Linked DNA regions of Rattus norvegicus: region 2 is linked to region 1. A link is a contact called in public Hi-C data. All regions are on one chromosome and are shown on one strand. Each heading gives the region's core, a stretch centred on a gene start, on an enhancer-like site or on the middle of the called end of the contact. The rest is flanking DNA. Distances are from core to core; before and after follow the strand shown. Region 1 has its middle 7.1 kb from the start of Camk2n1. Region 2 has its middle 11 kb from the start of Pla2g2f.

Region 1 (3,664 bases), core at 1,023-3,522:
CTTTCATAGGGGTCCCTAAGGCCATCAGAAAGCACAGCTATTTACTTTATGACTCATAACTGTAATAACGTTCATTGCAGTTATGAAGTAGCAATGATAATAATTTTATAGTTGGGGATCACTCACCACAACGTGAGGCACTACATTAAGGGGTCGCAGCATCAGGGAGGCTGAGAACCACTGACCTAGGTGAGTCTAAATCCAAGTGACAAAGATCATCAACCTCACACCTGTCCATGGACTGAATGAGGATCCCAGACAAAGGAACGGGAGGGAGGCTGCCTGGAGGAGCTGGCCGCTGGACCACAGATAAGGACAGCAACTTGGTTGCTAAGTGATGGGAGAGGGGGCTTTTTTAGGGTCTCTGGACCAAGAGGGGTGACTCATATAGGAGGGACATCAAGTGAAGTGACTCACTCTTGGGAGCCCTGCACAACAATACCAGGGCACCACTATCAGACTATGGTGACTAAACTGACCCAAACAGAGTGCTCAAAGATTCAAAGACTGGTTTTCTCTGAACCTGAATCCACTTTAAATGAATAAATAAATAAATAAATAAATAAATAAATAAATAAATAAATAAAGTCTCACTATATAGCCCAGAATGGCTTTGAACTCAGACCCTTTCTGCCTTAGCTTCCAGAATGCTGATTTCAACCATGCCTGGCTGCTGTGTGATCCCGGTCCAGTGGTGGAACCTCTCTGACCTTCAGTTCTAACTGGAAAAGGAATAGGTTGGATTAGAATGTTCCGAAACTCCATCCAGCTCAGGCATTTTGTGTGTCCACAAGATGGAGAGTGAAAGAGGTTTTTAGCCCCCCCCCCCCCCACGACTGTGGGCCGGGCATCTGGGACCTGAGTGGCTTCTTTTTGGCCTAGCCGTGTCACAGCCTCGGGATGGTGTTTGTGGAAAGCCGGGGAGCGCAGCCCATTTTCTCTCTAATTAGATAGCGTTGACTTGACCATTTTGAATGAGATAAGTTTCCCTGCGTGATGTCCCTAGTTGCTCCCCGAAGCGCTCATTAGTCACTTCCCTGCAGCTGCCTTATTGTTTTCCAGATGCCAGCCGGAGGACTTGGCATTTCCCTTCCCTGATTGGAGTGGTAAGGCTGAGCTGGGAACATAGGCAGGCATCGCAGGGAGGGGCTTTGCGGCTTTTGCTCTTCCCCCTCATGCCCTCCGGAGCCACCACCTCACATTAGGGGCTTCAAAGCAGATACCTATACTTGTGGGTTGAGCCTGGTGAGCGGTGGCCACAGAAAAGCTCAACACACATTTATGAGGCCCTTAGTGTGCCTGGCGTCTGAGTGCCTGAGGGTAGAAATGAGTGTATGTTCCTGCTCTTCTCAGCCTTCCCTCCTTAGCCTGGTGCCCCTTAGGAGGGCGCTTCAAGCAAGCTTGCAATGTTTTATTTATCCCCTTCCTCTCTGCCACCCTTCCCAGTTCTCTCATAGCGCAGCGTCTGATATGACCACCAGGTGGTGCTGTGCGCCCACAGTTGAGGACTTCCGGGGAACTTGGAAGAGAAACAGGTTATGATCAGAGGCCTGTGCAATTTTCTCGACTAGGAGGCCTGGCAATAGGCCTCGGAGGTCTGAGAGAAGAATCTAGGGAGGACCCCGGGCTGCCAATTCTGGGACTACCCTGGCACACCCTGGTAAGGACGAGACAGTAATTCTACAGTTTCCACCTTCTTTGCCCAACTCACCAGGACGAAGGCTGAAAGTGTGAGACTCTGCAAAGTCTGGGGGGGTGGGGGAAGGGGTCCTCACGTTACTCCTGCTGTGGTTTCCCAAGCGCTCATGCCTTTAAAAGCGCTAGCCATCTTTCCCTTACTCAACTAGATATGCATAATGCATCAGATGTCTTAAAATATGCACATGACTTCACGAAGGAGAGGGATGCTGGGGGGAAAAAACCCTTATGACACAGATTTTAGCTTTTGCTTTTTTTCTCTGGGAGAAATTTTACTTCTCCCCAGCCTGGCTTCTTGCCAGCTCTCATTCCCCTCTCTCCTGTCCTTCCCCACTCCCCCTTTCTTCCCCTGGAGCAGCCTGTCTCCTTTGCTGCTTTTTCTTCCTCCTATGCCCTGGCGTCTTTCATTATGACCCTTCCCACCCTTCCTGATGGTTGGATTGGTCTTCTTCCCTGACAGCTTTTTAGCTTCTCCTGATGTCTGTGAATCTTCCTCATCACCAGTGTTCTGATCTGCCTCCGCTCCCTGGACCAAATGGCTATTGCATTCAACCATCCCTGCCCCAGGGCTGCCAGGCAGGTCCTCCCTAATCCTGCGTGGGCTGCCCTTCAGCCACCAGCTCTTCCGGTTACACGGGAATTTCTGTCCATCCCTGCAGACCCCGAGGGCTGAGGGCGGAGGGACCCACTACGTGAACTGTTCCCTGCCCTTGCTTTAAGGTACAGACTACATCTGCACCTTGCCTTAGCCTCATTCTCATTTTACTGCTGAGAGGAATTCTGGCTCAGAGAGGGCAGTGCCGTCTCCAGGTTACACGGGGAGCGAGGGTGGGGATGGGGGTGGGGGGAAGAGAGGAAGAATATGGAGCTAGGGCTGGTCTCCTGCTTTGCCCCCACTAACTGGTGCTTCAGAAGCTCTGTAGTCTCTCCACAGAGGTTCTGGATGGTCCCCTCTGTGGAAAGGATCCCTTTCCTATCTGACAGAACTAGGGGAGGGGACCATCCAGAACCTCGTCATCTACTTTCTGAACGGAGACTGGGTTCAGCAGCTCATGGACACATCTCTCTTGTCGGAGTTAAGAGCTCTTGGTTCTGAACTCAGATCCAGGGCTCTCCTTAGCTCATTCATTCTGTGGCTTATGGGCTGGAAGTGCAAACCGATGCTAAGTTGTCCCAAGGACACTCTGGAGGGAGGTGCTTCAGTGCTGCCTCTAGGACACAGGCTTCTCTCCATCATCCGAAGGCCCTTCGGGTTCCTAGAAATCTTGCACAAGAGGTTTTGAACCTCAAGAAGAGAGTTATCTCTTTCATAGACTCCTCTGGCCTGGGACAGGTTTCCATGGTTACGGTGAGATGAGGTGAAAGCGTTTGCTCCCACTTTCTTAACTCCTGGAATCCTCGGGGAGGCACTGCTTGCTACCCAGCAGTGCCAGAGCTTGGCCTTCAGACCGGAACCTGCTGGTTTTTATTGTCAAGGTGCCCTTGGGCTGTCACTTTACTTTTCTGGCCTGGATGCTCTCAACTGTAAGATTGAGGTGACAGTCAACAGCCATTTTCCAGGGTCCTGGGGGTGGATATATGTGTAGCGTGGTCATCAGGACTTGGGCATAGCAGGTTAACAATCGATGGGTGGAATGGAGCTTGGGATTGGAGCTCTGTGACCTCTCTGAGGCGGGGGGGGGGGGGTCAGCTTCTCTTTTGTCTACCCTTTACCAGCTATGTTTTGATGCCATTCTTTTCGAAATCAAGGTTTTTTTTGTTTTTGTTTTTAGAGATATTTTAGTGTTTTTGTCTGTTTGTGAACCAAGTGTGTGTCTGGAGGGGGAAGAGGGCATTGAATTTTCAGGCGCTGAAATTATAGAAGGTGCGAGATACCATGTGGGTTTTGGGAAACCTAACCCAGGTCCCTTACAAGAGCAGCCAGTATTTTTTTTAAGATTTATTTATTTATTTAATGTATGTGAGT
Region 2 (3,337 bases), core at 22-2,521, 310 kb after region 1:
TGGTTGGATTTGTGGAGTTGTAGGGAACACTCGTGGCTCCCTTCACTTAGTAGGTCAGCTAACATATGTGTATCGAGCCCATACCGTGTGCCATGTGCAGTGCTGAGCAGCAGGGAGTCAGAGATTTAAAGACACACACACAGACTTCAAGTCTGAGAATTTTGAATCCCAGGGAGAACGCTGAGAGCCATGGCGGCTTCTACCAATGCCAGAGGCTAACACCCGGGACTGAGAAAACTAAGCACGAGGAGACAGCAGGGTCAGCAGAGGGCCTGGGAGCTAGGGCCCTGAGCAGTACCTAGTTCAAATCACAGAGTCGTCTTTCTTCCTCCACCCTACCCAGGTACAGCAAGTAGACACGGGTGGGGGCAGGGCAGGGATGCAGGAACATTAGGGCACACCGATGTGGCTAGGCTAAGCTAGAGCATGTTACCTTCTCAGGGGTCCTGTCATGTCAGAGACTGGTTCCAACCTGGAAAGATGTCTGAGTGACAGCTGTGGTAGAAGAAGAGAGGCCAGGGTGATATCAGCATGAAGGGCTGGATTGCTATGTGAGATCCAGATCTCTTCTGCCACTGGGGTCAGCTTCTACACTGGAAATAGATGGGCTGCGTTATGGAGGGTGGTGTGAGTCCCTGTCTGCGTTGTGCCGGGAATCAGAGCAGAGTGTTAGCGCTGTAAAAGGACATGCTGGTGCTTGCAGGAAATCATCGATTTCTTGGAAGGGCAGCCATTCATCTGCACCAGGGATTGACTTTATGCCAGGCTTGTGATGAGGGTAGAAAAGTAGAAATTCTGTCCGCTGCAAGGAGCAGTCAGAGGACACAAGGACCAAATAGCTTGGGAGTTGCGGAAGTAGGTGTCTGCTGAGGGAGCAGTGACCACTGGGGGAAAGGCTCCTTCAAGGAATTCAGGGACAGGGGTGAGGGCTGACATCTTGCCTGAGACCCTAAAGAAGAGAAGGAGTTGAGAGAGCTGAGTATGCTGTGTGGAGCCCCACCCCCACCCCCACCCCCACCCCAGGTATATGGATGGAGGATAATGCGGGGGTCGGGTTCCTCTCAAATCCATCATCCCACCTTCGAGCTGCTGGCACGGCCTTGCCAGCACAGCCCGATTCTGTGTTGACAAAATACTCGAACGAAATGATTACATGCAAATAAAATGCAAGAGGAAAAATCTAAACTCAGCCTCCTGGATTGTCCGCATCCATCGGCGCCTCCCACTCGGCTTCTCATCAGCGGGACACCTGGGCCCACTCTTCCCCCACCTTGCGGTGATTGGTTCCCTTGCAGCCCAGCTCTGTTACACGTGACCTATCAACACGACTAACCCCGCCCCCGGCTCTGCTCCAGCGGTTTTCGCCTCTCGCCCAATGCACCACGTCCACCATTCTTTATAGTCTTTGCCCCCATTAGAACGGAAGTTCACAAGGGCGATGGTTTTGTTGCCCTTGCTATCCCTGATGTGTATGTGAAGCCGGGTGGAGGGAAGAGGGCATCTGGAGAGGCTGGAGAGACAGCATGCGGTTAAAAGCGCTTGTTGCTTTTGCAGAGGACCTGTTTCTGGTTCTGGTGTTCACATGGCAACTCACAACCATCAGTAGCTTCAGTTCCAGGGGACCCAGCACCCTCTTCTTTTGCCCTCGGGCATCAGGCATTCACGTGATCCATATACACACAGACAAAAACGTGTGTGTGTGTGTGTGTGTGTGTGTGTGTGTGTGTGTGTGTGTGTGTGTGTTTTAAAGAGGACAGTGGGATGTGAAAGAGTTTGCAAGTAGCTCTGAAGGGGGGATGGAAGGAGGGGTGTTTTGAGGATGTAATCCAGTCAAATCCAGGAGGGCTTACAGTCAGTGAAAAGTCTTGGTCCTGGGAGCTGCATGCCTGAGATGTTGGGAGCATAGTGTGGCAGCAAGTGATGTGACCCCAACTGCTGCTGGCACAGGTAGCCTCTGAGTGTTGATCCAGTGCACGCCAGCAACTCCTGACCTATCCCAAGGCACACACAGTCCAGTTCCCTTGTCTGCATCACCCAGCTAGCATGCTCCCACCAGCTTCAACCTGACTTCGTCCAAGAATTCCCCTCCTCAGGCTGGTCCCAGAAGAACCCAGAACTGGGAAGGAGAGAACTTAGAGGTCACTCTCAGGTTCAACGCTGCCCCTCTGGAAGCCTTGCTCCTGGTTCTGGCTGGACCCAAAAGAAGTAGCTCGTGATTCAGAGGTGGCCAGGAGAGAGGCTGGAATGAGGGGGACCCCCAGCCTCCTCTAGTTGCCTCGATGTAACTGGTGTTTGTGTAACCCTGTGTGCTTTTTCACGTGTGGTCGTACTGATCCCTGGGGAGGTCCCAAGACGAAGGCCTGTGACTGCAGAGCTCCAGAAGGCAAGCCTCTCTTCTGATTTGAAATCTCCGTCACTTCCCGTGATGTCTCCTTTCTTACAGACCATCTGGATTTGGAATCACCTAGGAGACACACCTCACTTCCAAATGCTCCTTTGAGGGTGTTTCTGAGGTAGTTTGAGGAGATAAGAGCAACTCTAAATATGGTAAACACTATTTCATGGCTAGAGACCCAGATCGAATAAAAGGGGGTAAAGGAGAAATCAAATTGGTCACTAGCATTCCTCCCTCCTCCCTCTTCTCTCTTCCCTTCCTCATCCTCCCTCCCTCCTCTCTCCTACACCCTTCCTCCTTCCTCCCTCCTCCTTCCTCCCTAACTGTAAGTCAGTATACCCAGCTGCCACAGGCTCTGGCTCCCAGGCCTTCTCCATCATAATGGGCTGTTTTATGTGAGAGCTCCAAACAAACCCTTTCTTCCTTAAGTAGCTTTTGCCAGGAACTCTGTCCCAGAAAAATGAACTAAGACACATCTCACCCCCCTTTATAGGAGAGGGCTATCGGACCCGAAGCTTTCTGAGACTGAGTAGAGTCGGGGAAATTCTTGGGTGACAATGAATAACTTACGTGGCCTCTTTGGATGTATAAAGGCCTCCTCATTTATAAAGGAAACGGTGAAGTGTTCAAGTCAGGCAGCCGCCAGGCAGGAGGGAGGGATAAGGCAGCTTGGAGTACAGTGTTCGTGTAGTAGGTGCTCACTTAATCCTTGACTGACATCCTGGGGCTGACTCCTGCTCCAGGAGGCTGCTCTTGCATGGCGTCCCTTACAGGGAGGTCTGGCTTGGTTTTTCCAAGATCCTGTCTCTGATTCTAGGAAGCTAAAGTATTTCTCTCCAGAACCTTGCTTGTCACCGTCTGTGGCATCAGCTACTCATTAGGAAGCCACAACTGGGGAGCCTGACAGCTGCTGTCGCCTGCCAGCCTCCAGGGAGGAAGGGC

The links. Hi-C and Micro-C count contacts between places; a contact is called where the count stands out from the background.
Region 2: a Hi-C map of frontal cortex shows a contact between it and region 1, with 3 times the contacts expected there. The contact joins two enhancer-like sites. A contact is called at or near these places in 3 of 12 Hi-C or Micro-C datasets (the A7r5 cell line, Schwann cells and frontal cortex).

What each region holds. Positions count from the first base shown.
Region 1 is chr5:155,949,204-155,952,867 of GRCr8, forward strand. No RefSeq gene overlaps it. Among named protein-coding and RNA genes, the nearest start is that of Camk2n1, 7.1 kb to the right of the region's middle. Within about 2 kb of position 2,273, at least 11 of the 93 cell types and tissues checked have an H3K27ac peak or open chromatin away from gene starts, as enhancers often do.
Region 2 is chr5:156,263,495-156,266,831 of GRCr8, forward strand. No RefSeq gene overlaps it. Among named protein-coding and RNA genes, the nearest start is that of Pla2g2f, 11 kb to the right of the region's middle. Within about 2 kb of position 1,272, at least 19 of the 93 cell types and tissues checked have an H3K27ac peak or open chromatin away from gene starts, as enhancers often do.